2 separate regions of the Gossypium arboreum genome follow, and region 1 is linked to region 2. Evidence: chromatin contacts called from public Hi-C data. All regions are on one chromosome and are shown on one strand. Each heading gives the region's core, a stretch centred on a gene start, on an enhancer-like site or on the middle of the called end of the contact. The rest is flanking DNA. Distances are from core to core; before and after follow the strand shown. Region 1 holds the start of LOC108489356 (serine/threonine-protein kinase BLUS1-like). Region 2 holds the start of LOC108487072 (protein farnesyltransferase subunit beta).

Region 1 (6,319 bases), core at 773-3,272, 140 kb after region 2:
TATTTCATCCATTTAATTCTTTAATACAAAAGACATGGAATTCTTATCATGAAACATTTACCTAACCCATTATCATGAAACATTTACCTAACCCATTATCATGGAACATTTACCTAACCTATTATCATTGAACATTTACCTAACCTATTATCAATTTGTATCAATTTGTACTATAAATTATGGATATCAAATGTACATTTTGTCTACAACAACATGATGGCTGGCCACTTCATGTAAAATGGGAGGTTTGTCATGCAAATCCTCCTATTTTGCACTCCTATTTATTTGGCCACTTCAATTTAATCTATAGCATTTTCAAACATTTTCACATAGGTCCTATTTCATAATTTCACCCCCTTTTTCTTATGGAACAAAAATTAACTAAAATTGTCGGGTTCTATCTTAAGTTTGGGCTTTCTAGAGGCCCACTAACATAATTAAACCTATGCCAACATTCACAGGATTCCCGAAAATTGGGGTGTTATAAGACGCACCTTCCTCCAAACGATGAGCATAAAGACTTTGCTTCATATGCAACTTGCTTGTTAGAGTTTTCGACATACATAATTGTTCTAGCCTCTTCCATAATGCAGCGGCGGTCTTCTCTTTCATCACATCCTGCAAAATTTTGTTGGAAAAATGCAGATTAATTGTGTTAACGCCTTTCGATCCGTACGCTTCTTATCTTAGTCTGTTAATGTCGAAGGCATTTTATCTATCCCTAGCAGGGTATCCTCCAGATCCATCTTGCAAGAACTGCTTACATCTTAATTTGCCACAATGCAAATCTGGTGTTGCGATCCAACAACGGAATTTTATACTTCAAAAACGCAATTACCATGATCGAGATAAACAACCCGGAAGCTCTAATACCAATTTGTAAAAAAAATAAAATAAAATAAAAATAAAAAACACACAGATTTTTACGTGGAAACCTTTTCGGGAAAAAACCACGGGCAGAGGAGAAGAAAATTCACTATGTCGAATTCGAATACAATACAAGAGGAATAGACTATGTCTATTTATAGGCTTGTAAAGCCATATTCTAGTAAGACTGAAACACCTTATTCTAATCAATATCAAATAGATAGAATTTAATAAGGTTTAAAAGACCTTATTCTAAAATAAAATAAAAAAAAGTGTAATTCGATATGGATTCTTCTTTTATTTTATTTTACCATTGTATTTTACTTAAATAAGGATTTGAGTCACTTAATTCTAATATACAAAAAATATTTTTAAAAAAAAATTATATGGATAAAGCACATCTATTGAGCACCTCGATGGTTGTACAATCATTAGATGTGAGTAACGATCAATTTCGTTATTTGAAAATGATAAAGAATTTATTGGTCATGAAGTACCATATCTAAATGCCATAGAGGTATTGATCCATTCTTAATTAATATACTAATGGTATAATTTTTTAATTCCGTGAGCAGGGGAAAAATTGTATACATTCTTAATTAATATTTAAAAATAAATAAACGAGATAGATTGTGATTTCTTAATCACCAATATAAAATTATGTAAAATTGTAGTATTGTTTTAACTTTAGTTATGGAGCTAATATATTTCACTATAAGTATACCAAACACTAATCTTCAAATTAAATCGATCTGATCAATCAAATCACTACTTTAAGATACAATTTGTGTGGACTCAAGTTGATTGACATTAAATTTAAGATTCGATCTTCGTGTTTAAAGTTTATTCTTTTTTCTCATTTAATGGTTGTTATATTATTACTTGTTTGAATTTAATTCAATTTGACTCGACTCGACTCAATTTTTTTACCACTAATATAAGCGAATGATGTATAAATCAAGAAAATTATTGAAGCCATTTTTTAGGATGACACTAGGGTTGACCAAGGGAGGCAAAACAGGTGATAGCAATCACTTATCTGATAATTTGGCCCGATAAAATCACGGAACCCGCCCCAACAACGATATTTTCACCTATTAGAGCGAGAACCCCCAAAATCTCATCTAAATCGGGTCGGGTCCCACTTAAATTGGCATAATTTTTGAACTTGAGCTTCTCCTCTCATAATAATAATAATAATATTTTTTATCTGTATTTTTAGTCTGCGAAAAAAAACAAAAAGAGCTTAAAAAATTCAAAAAAGGAAATTATTTTTACTTATTTATTTTCTTTGCAAACTGTGAAACTTGGAAGATTCGATCCAGGGACCTGTAACTCGAAGATTTTTTTTAATTAAAATAATTTTTTTATTTTTTATTAAAGTTTATAATATTTGTCAACCAATAATTATCATCGCCAAATCGTCATCGTTAGAGACGTCTTTGAGAAGAAGAAGAAGAGGAAAGAGGAGGAAGAAGAAAATATCTGAGAAAATTGAAATCGAGTCTTTAATCGACTTGAGGTGGTGCTGTTGGGTTTCGATTTGTTTAATGCAAATTTTATATTCTGTTTTCAGGTTCAGCTCTGATTTGAATCTGCTGAAACCCTAGGTTTGTATCAAATCTGTGAATAAGTTTATCTTGCTTTTTTTTTTCTTCATATGTTTTTATGAAATTTTTTAGTTATTTGAAATTGATGAATTTTGGTTGTGCTTTTAGTATTAGATTAGTTGTTTTTTAGAGGTAATGTGGAAGCTTTGGAGAGATTTTATGAATGCTATACTATTTTGATAGTTAACAGTCGCAATTTAGGCTATCTGAACTGTTGTTCAAAAGCTGAATTTTCTGATCAAGAACTAGTTATTTGAATTGATTCTTAAAATTAATTGTTGCAAGGATGGGTGTTGAGTTTCCATGGTTTTTATTAGAAATTTTTCTTCTATATCATCTAATTGTTTTAATTTCTATAGGAAGGTAATTTTTGCTTATTGGTTTTAATTGCTTTGGAAAAAGGGTCCGTTTGTAAAGAAGAATTAATTCCATTTCTTCTTGGGGTTTTTACAGGTTAAAACTACCCTACTACCAACTGCCTTCCGTACATCCTTTTAATTTTTTTGGTTAGTTTAAACAGAATTTTGGTTAGCTTTCGAGTGCATCTATTAGTTTCTTGCCATACAACATTTGCTATTCTTTAGGTTTCTATTTGCTATCTGGGGAAAACCACTTTTCTCATAGGCTTTGCTGATAGTTCAATGACAAGAGTACTTGGTTTGATGTGCAAGGTCTTCTGTGCTGTTAACTAGGATTGGGTTTAACTGGATCTGCATGCAATGGAGCGGACTGGATAAGCCTATTACCTTGATGAAGTCCATGAACTAGTAAACTGTTGTGTGCTAAAGAAGAGAATATGCTACCAAATTGGAAGAAGCTCCGCATTAGGTTGACAGTCCAATCTTTAGTTGAAAGTTTGTTTTTGTTAATTGGAACATATAAGAGTAAAGAGGGTGGGTGGTAATGGTATGCTGTGAAAAGAAGCTATGGAGCAACCTTTTGAGAAACGTTTTCCAGTCAATGCAAAAGATTATAAGTTATATGAAGAAGTTGGAGAAGGTGTCAGTGCCACTGTGTACAGGGCTTTATGCATTCCACTTAATGAGATTGTTGCTATCAAGGTTCTTGATTTGGAGAAGTGCAATAACGATCTGGTAAGTACGGTATTTCATAATCTATCACTTGGGAAGCATGTTTACTTATGATTTCTCTTTCAAGTCCCTGCAACTCTATGGCATAAAGAGTTCACATCATTTTAAGATTTTTGATCATGAATGATGCAGGATGGAATTCGTAGAGAGGTCCAGACTATGAGCTTGATTGATCACCCAAATTTATTACGGGCACATTGCTCATTTGCTACCGGTCACAACCTTTGGGTTGTGATGCCATATATGGCTGGGGGGTCTTGCTTGCATATAATGAAATCTGCTTTTCCTGAAGGTTTTGAAGAGCCTGTCATTGCTACTTTGTTGCGTGAAGTTCTTAAAGCTCTTGTTTATCTTCATGCTCATGGGCACATTCACAGAGATGTGAAGGTTCCTTATTGCCCTTTCTTCTTTTACTTTTATGCCATGTTTTTCTTCTTTATTTCTGCAAATAGTTTATATTCTGAGACCAACCTGGTTATTTATGGACTGTCTTCAGTAAAGATACAGCTTAAGCTATATTTTCTTACTATCAATATGAATAACTTATAGTTCTTATCATGTAATTGACAATATACGGAAAGTGGGGGAAAATTTGCTCCTTCATTCCGTAGAGAAACCTTATGCTGATACCAGTATACTATTGAATCTCTTAGGGTCCATTTGGATAGGTGTTGAGGCTGGCTCTGGTGAGAGTGAAAACAATGATAGGGGTGAGATTGGATATCGTAGCATTGAGTTTAAAATTAGTGGTGGTCTATTACTTCAATATGATTTGTTCTTGTTGTTTCTTTGACAAGGAGGATGCCAGTTGTGCTACATATGTTGATAGCTTACTGCCTGTTATTTTGCCCTTGTTCCTTCCTACTCTTGTTCAGAAAATTTCTCTTTTATTCTTATATACATTTATAACTTATATTTGCAGGCGGGTAATATCTTAGTTGATTCTAATGGTGCGGTCAAGTTGGCAGACTTTGGAGTATCAGCATGCATGTTTGATACTGGAGACAGACAGCGTTCTAGAAATACTTTTGTTGGAACTCCTTGCTGGTATTTGTTTTTCCTTGGCCTTTTGACTGTCAGAGATTGTAATCATGTATTTTACTATGGAAATTCAATTTTTGAGAGCTAATGATGACCACATGTGTCTTCTTGTTTTTATATCAGGATGGCTCCAGAAGTTATGCAGCAATTGCATGGTTATGACTTTAAGTGAGTTGATTGCCTCACTAATCTATACTTTTTCATTGCATTTCCTTTATTCTTTTCCTTTGTTATACCTTTTAAATCATTCTGTTTCCTCTTCTTTTCTGTTTACAGAGCGGACATCTGGTCTTTCGGAATTACAGCTCTTGAACTTGCTCATGGCCACGCCCCATTTTCCAAGTATCCACCAATGAAAGTAAATATCAGTTGTTTGATAGTTAAACCAGTTGATTATTATTTGTATTTTGTTGTCATTCTTTTAGTTCTTACTTTAGTTGTTTAATCCCATTTCTGCTGCAGGTTTTGTTAATGACCTTGCAAAATGCTCCTCCTGGTCTAGACTATGAAAGAGACAAGAGGTTCTCAAAGGTTTGTGCTCGTCAATTGTCTTACTGATTTGTATCATTTGTTAGTATCTGATAGTAACATTGTGAGAGCTTTTTAATTCTCCAGTCTTTCAAGGAGTTGGTAGCTGCTTGCTTGGTGAAGGACCCGAAGAAACGTCCAACTTCAGAGAAGCTTTTGAAGCACCATTTCTTTAAACATGCACGCTCCTATGATTATCTAGCTCGTACCATTCTTGACGGCCTTGCTCCATTAGGTGAACGTTTTAGGGTGCTAAAGGTCTCTTACTTGCCCTTTTGTTTAATTGATGACCTTTGCTTAAGACGAGGAACTAATCTAGAATTCTGATCTGGTATTTTATGTTTCAGACGAAAGAAGCCGATCTTCTTGTACAGAATAAGGCTCTTTATGAGGACAAGGAGCAATTATCACAGGTGAATGGAGCTTTTTACATTTCTTGACAAAATTTGATAGTGCTAGCTTTTTCCCTTTATGTCTTAATAGTATTTTTCAGCCTTTTATTCTGAGTGAACCAATTGTTGTCATTGCCGCATCCATCTCAGGTCTTATGGATAAGAGAAACTATTGTTGCTGGCTCTACTTTGACTAATGAATGACCGTGTTATATAAAAAACTGTATGATTACATAGTACCATTCTGAATATGAATTCCTTTTACCTTGCAGCAAGAGTACATAAAAGGGATTAGTGCTTGGAATTTCAACCTAGAGGACTTAAAAAGTCAGGCTGCACTCGTAAGTGGTTTCAATTCCCCATCCAAGTTTTTGTTATTATTTATCTGTAGGTAGTCCTAGAACTGCTTTATATGTTTATCTCATCAGAAATGCCTATTGTTATACCTGCAGATTCAAGATGACGATGATGCACCAAATGCAGAAGATCAAGATGGGAGCAGGAAACAAAGGGACCGGCATGATGTAGTTGGGTTATCAGCTGAGAGGATATCTCCTGAAATGCCTAATAATTCCATTGCTGCAAGTAGCCAGGAGGTACCACTTATAACCCTAAAATGCTTTCTATACAATTCAATTGCAGCCCTTCTGTAGTTCCTTGATGCTTCGGTTAATCTTGTACTTCAGATTTACATCCTCCTTTTACTTGTTTCAGGACGGACTTAGTGATCTTCATGATTTGGAGAGTTCACTTGCTTCATTTCCTATTAAGCCACTTCAAGCACTCAAGT
Region 2 (6,294 bases), core at 1,074-3,573:
ATGAAAACGGTAATTGTTAGTTTGTATGTTGATGATCTTATTGTTTATGGTAATGATGAGCAGCTGATAATTGAGTTCAAAAATTCTATGAAGAATGAATTTGACATGACAGATCTTGAGAGGATGAGGTATTCTCTTGGTAGTGAAGTGTTACAAAAATCTGATGGCTTTTTTATCAATCAAAATAAGTATACATCAAAGGTGCTAAACCTTTCAGAATGGATAAGAGTAATTCTGTTAAGGTTCTATTAGTCTCTGGATTCAAGCTTTCAAAGGATGAAAATGAAGTCAAAGTGGATAAGACTTACTACAAGCAAGTTATTGGTAGTCTTATGTATCTTACTACAACATAGCCGAACATGATGTTTATGGTGTGTCTTGCTAATAGATACATGAAAAATCCTATTGAGCTACATTTGCAGGTGGTAAAATGAACTTTGAGATACTTGAAGGGTACTACTAAGTTTGGAATCTTCTATAAGAAGGGAGGAGAATATGAACTTATTGCTTACACTGATAGCGACTATGTTGGAGATATAGAAGATAGAAAGAGTACCTCTGGTTATGTGTTTTCATTAAGCTTAGGAGCAATTTCATGGTCTTCTAAAAAGCATCTAGTAGTTAGTTTGTCCACCACAGAAGCTAAATTTATTACTGCAACATCATGTGCATGTCAAGCAGTATGGTTACAAAGGGTGTTGGCTAAATTAGACACAGGATCAGCTAGTAGATGTGATGACCAAACCTCTTAAGTTGGATTAGTTTTGTAAGCTGAGAAGATTCTTGAGTGTCTGTGCAAAAGCTGACAAAAACTAAATACTTAGAGTATTTTTAGTTCAAGAAATGAATTGTTAGGATTTGATTATATGTTTTTAGGTTGTTTGGATAATAATTCCGGTTTCTTTAAAGATAGTTATTTATTTGATTTATTCAAAGTTGTTGAGTCATGGTCTCCTTTTCTTTCTCTTTTCAATTGTGATGTACAACTATAAAAATCTATTTTTTCTTTCAATAATTCACATATTCAATTCTTTTCAAAATTCTCTTTACCTTATATTACCGTACAAACCCCAACTAACTTATAAATACTCTAAGATACCACTTAGTAGAGGAACTCCTCCCTATTCTTAACCCTAATACACTAAATCTTCTGCCACATTTGCTTGAGACCCTCTACCTTTCCCTCTCCCAACCCTAAAATTTACCTCTTTTTCTATCTTCGTTGATACTGTGTATCAACACTAATCCTTTAAATGTTTGAATTTAGTAAGTTAAAAAATTAAATTAAATTTTAAAATGAAAAACTGATAATGGATTTGGATATCCGAATCCAAATATATTTGTTGATATAATGATACAACAAGCGAGGAGTAAGGAGGTGGATGTGGTGGTGACGATGAAAATCGATTCACCTAGTCCGGGTGGAGAGCTAGAGGTTATAAAGAGTAGAGATGGAGAGGGTTTGATAGTGAAGCTATGAAAGTAAGTTGGTAGGGTGTATGCTAGTATATTTGGAGAGCCGATCCTTTCTTCATCGTCTATTGAGGCATTTATAGGCAAAGGTCTCGTGCAGGATGGTATTAACATTTTAAACTTGCCATCAAGCCATCATTGCAAGATGCATAGAGCGGATATCTTCGATGGGACGAGGATGTCTGTGATGAAACAAATCTTGTCATTCACTCTGATTTGGTGGTATGGAGCAGTTGAACTCACGTGGGGTTTGGTGACAAAAGAGATCACATTTTTAATAGAAGGGCAGGTGTTTGGAGAGATGGGTGGTCATCTTTCTTGGACAATTACCTTTCGCTCTTCTGGTTGTTTAAAACAGAAGATCTGATTTCCTGGCAACCTTCCAGTCGGTAGTAAGTAGAGTGTATCAATCGGTTGGCCTTCCTACCTACCATGTATCCTTGTTCGTGGAGGGAGCTATAACAATATTGTTTGCAAAAATATTGTAAATTTGAATGATGGATTTTAGAATCTGAATTCTCAAAACTAAAAAAAATTTTATATAATAAATATCTATATTTACTTTAAATCTATAATTGGTAGTAGTTAGAATATCTAAAATTAAATGTTATTTAAATATTAATATCCCAATTTAATGAGTAGATATGAAAACCGATAAGTGTTGGATGCATTAATAAAGACATTATACCCTTAAAGAGAATACATGTTTGAACTTTGAACATAATATTACTAAGAGACAATCTCAAACCCCGAATACAGACAATAAAACGGACAAAGAACATATGTTTAGATATTCACAAATATTTGAACTAATGGGATGGATAAAGGTAATCTTCTGATGGAATAACTTCGATGGAATAACTTCGCATTACTAAGTGTCACTAATTATCTTATCTCCGTTACCAAACAGTTAAATTCTCCCCCAATTTATTTTTTCCTTTTTTCTTTCCTCCTTTTTTTTTTTCTCTGCAATCAAAGCGAGTTGTCAACTCAGTGTCTCAGTCCACTGATCACCGGTGCCGATTTTGAAACCATGGAATCGTTCAGGAGTTTAACCGTAACTCAGCGGGATCAGATATTGGTTGAGCAACAAGTCTTCGACATATTCAAAACGTTCTACAACCTGCCTCCGAGTTCTCAATCCTTCATGTAAATCCCTAAAGCCCTAAATTTTAGAAACTTTTTTTTGTTTTGGATTTTATATTCGACTTTTTCTGACAGGTTGGAGCTTCAACGAGAAAATCATGTGGAGTACTTAACGAAAGGATTAACAGGGCTCGGTCCTTCTTTCTGCGTATTAGATGCTAAGTAGATCACTTTTTTAGCTGTTTTTTTTAATCAGTACTTCAATTGATTACAATTCAAAATAAAATTGTAATTTTTATTGTTTAATCTGCAGTCGTCCTTGGATTTGTTATTGGATACTTCATTCGATTGCTTTACTGGACGAGTTTGTAGATCCTGAATTGGAAGATAATACTATTGATTTTCTTAGTCGTTGTCAGGTAGCCAAATTTCTGATATGCATGTGTATATACATATCGATCCAACTTGAACATCATTATAAGTGAAATAATCACGTTAGCATTTGCTGTTATTATTAATAATTTGGTTTGAAGAATGGTTGTTATTACTGAGTTACTGAGGATATGGTCTTAAACACGGCATAAAGATTTGCATTGCTGATCTCAATGAATTGGAAAATGCTTTGTATGTTCTGATTATCAGTTAGAAGATTAAAACTAGCATTGCAAGTGGATAAGTTGCATTTATTATGCTTTTCTATTCCGATATATTACTACAGAGTATTTTCTTGGCTAGTTGTATGGTTGCCTTATGTTGGAAGAAATGCATTACTTAAAGAAGTCTTGTGCTTATGCACATTGATTGATATGCCATAGTGCGTGTGCCCTACTCCATGTTTTACCAGCTTAGAGCTTGTGATACAAGCATGAGGAGATAAAACCACACATGCTTCCAATAGGATTTTGTTTTTGATTAAAATAAGGTTAGGAATCTTTAGTGAAGATTATGGTAAGTTTAGATTGTGTTAGGACTTTATAAGAGATTTACTTAGGATAATATTTGTAATTCAGTCGTATCTCTTAAAGTGTATGATTGGTTGAAACATATATTAGGAGTTTAATTTCTTTTAGTTTACTTAGGACTTTGACATATAGATACTTGGTTTGGCCACCATTGTTAAGGATGGAGATTTAGGTTTAAAAAACTTTCATCATAAGCCTTTTTCTTGTCACGGTTGAGTAATTCACCCTATTTTTCTCTCCATTATCCGTTTTATTTATTCCCTAACATGTTATCAAGGACAAGTTATCTGTTATTAGTTACTAGTTATCTAGGAGTGTGGTAGGGAACCTTCTTATTGTTGTTGCTAGTCGCAAGTTGATTAGAGTTGGTATAGAATGAACTATCATTCTTGTTTTTCCATGAAAAAAATGTTTCGTTTTTCTGATTTGCTAAACTTGGAGATTCAGAGTTTTCTGGGGTCTTGGTTACATATCAACCTGGTGCTTCCAGTTGGTGCTGATGGTGCTCAAGCTCATTGCGCACTGGCTAACTATGTTGCTCTTTTCTTTTTCTGAATGGTTATCTGATACTTCTTTGTATATTTGTTCTTACTGCTGACAGGGTCCTAATGGTGGTTATGCTGGTGGACCTGGACAGGCAAGTAAAATTTTGGATATGATCATTGTTAAACTCTTACCTACTGTCTTCTGTATGCTAACAGTAATTAGTGGAGATGGCCTATTCTCGAATGATTCTTATTTATATGAAACATTCTATTTTGCTGTGTGGGTATCCTCTTACCGCCTTTCAAGTTATATTGCATTTCAATTATATATGAGAGAACTAAATGAATTTAATTTAATTTTCCAGATGCCTCACCTTGCAACAACATATGCTGCAGTCAATTCACTTGTTACTCTGGGTGGTGAAAAAGCATTGTCATCAATTAATAGGTGGTCAGGTTATGCAATAATTGAATTTGAAGTTTTTATTGGAAGCTATTTAACAGAAGTTTGCAATTTCCTTCAGAGAAAAACTGTACATGTTTTTGCGGCAAATGAAAGATGCCAGTGGGGGATTCAGGTATGACACATTTCTTCGTCTTTTTTCAAGTTTGAACCCACCTTCTAGTGGATATCATGAAATTTAATTTTTTCTTTGAAGTTGCTTCACTAAGAATGACTTTGTATCTGGAGGTTAATGTTTTGTGTAGTTGAATCTATCTACATTTAAGTATGTGGCATCATGTTCTTGGTATGAGGAAAATTCAACTTGTTTGTATCTTTGTCCTTGAAACAAGTATTTGGACTGTAATTTTAAGCATTTTTAATGATTTCTTTCGCAGAATGCATGATGGTGGAGAAATTGATGTTCGAGCATGTTATACAGCCATCTCAGTAAGTATGCAGTATGCTGAAAAGTTAATAATATCACTGTTTTGTTTGGAAAACTCCACTAATTATTATAGATCTAATGTTTCCTTTGGTTGCATATGTATAAATATATTATCGGTTTTTGTTTTTAAATTATGTACCACTGTTTTCAAGGTTATTCTTTGTGATAAGTCAGCCATCTTTGTTGACCAGGTTGCAAGTCTCCTGAATATTTTGGATGATGAACTTGTTCAAAATGTTGGAAATTACATCTTAAGGTCAGTATCTAGCTTTTACTTTGCTTTGAGGTAGTTATTTAAGGCAGCTAATCTGTTTTCCTCCTTTTTCGTCGTAAATCTATTTTAGGTTTAGTTGGTTTCCATGTCTGCTTTCTACATTTTGTTGCTGTTAGTAAGCGCATTTATTTGATGTGGCATGCATAAAAAGCCTCGTCTTAGGTGCTTCAAGGTTGGAACCTCTACTCATATTTCTCATTCCCAGGAAATCAAGGTGTTTTTATTGTAGTCTTCACTTTCTGTTGTTTTGAATTGTGGTAAACTTGAATGCTTCTCAGGACTGAGTGATGCGCTTTGGTTAGCATGAATATACACTGTTATAACCAAGGAAAGCTCTTACTGTAGCCAATAGCCATGTCGTCTGTCAGTAGTAGTGTTGGCCACTTTGTTTCATTGACCAGGGTCCATCCTTGGCAGCGTTGAATACCGAAAGGAAAAATGAAGACTCTTAGTGTCCCTATTAGTACATGTTGTCGTTCTGCTTCAATGGCATCACAAGACTTAATCTTCGACATATACTTCAAAATAATATTATGGGATGGGTTGGCCTTGGATTGAATGCATATTCTTAATGATTACTTGAGCTGTGTCTTGATTCTTATTGTGTCATCCATGTGACTGAAATCATTTATTGCATCTTTTTGAAGTTGCCAGACTTACGAAGGTGGCATTTCTGGGGAACCTGGTTCTGAAGCTCATGGGGGGTATGTTCTACTCTGCTCTCATCTTTGCATGTGTTTCAAATTATAAAATTATTACTTATCCTTGAAATTTGATTCATTGTTTACTTCCTCATGAATACCATATATGTCGTTTTGGAATTCACAATACTCAATATGAGTCTCCTAAAGTTGTGTTAATTTGTTCATCAGGTACACCTTTTGTGGGTTGGCGACAATGATTTTAATCAATGAGGTCGATAGTCTGGATTTGTCTGGCTTAACTGTAAGACCATATCATTTCACTTCTTTAAGTTTGTTAGCTTTCTTTGTACTAACTATGATAGCATTCTCTTGTGAGTATATTAATAATAAACATGTACTTTGAGTTCTATAGGATTGGGTTGTTTTCCGACAAGGAGTGGAGGGTGGATTTCAGGGCAGAACTAATAAACTGGTTGACGG

What was found. Hi-C and Micro-C count contacts between places; a contact is called where the count stands out from the background.
Region 1: a Hi-C map of leaf shows a contact between it and region 2, with 2.0 times the contacts expected there. The contact joins the promoter of LOC108489356 here to the promoter of LOC108487072 in region 2.

The regions. Positions count from the first base shown.
Region 1 is chr9:8,809,454-8,815,772 of ASM2569848v2, forward strand. LOC108489356 (serine/threonine-protein kinase BLUS1-like) reads left to right here and starts at 2,023. Exons shown (of 22, transcript XM_053018504.1): 1 at 2,023-2,389; 2 at 2,931-2,983; 3 at 3,170-3,571; 4 at 3,701-3,955; 5 at 4,491-4,615; 6 at 4,733-4,777; 7 at 4,886-4,967; 8 at 5,072-5,140; 9 at 5,225-5,395; 10 at 5,485-5,550; 11 at 5,802-5,870; 12 at 5,982-6,125; 13 at 6,244-6,317. The coding sequence starts at 3,404.
Region 2 is chr9:8,664,975-8,671,268 of ASM2569848v2, forward strand. It overlaps LOC108487072 (protein farnesyltransferase subunit beta), which reads left to right and starts at 2,324. Exons shown (of 14, transcript XM_017791299.2): 1 at 2,324-2,622; 2 at 2,695-2,781; 3 at 2,873-2,978; 4 at 4,123-4,158; 5 at 4,372-4,454; 6 at 4,531-4,584; 7 at 4,847-4,898; 8 at 5,088-5,152; 9 at 5,818-5,874; 10 at 6,043-6,115; 11 at 6,227-6,294. The coding sequence starts at 2,507.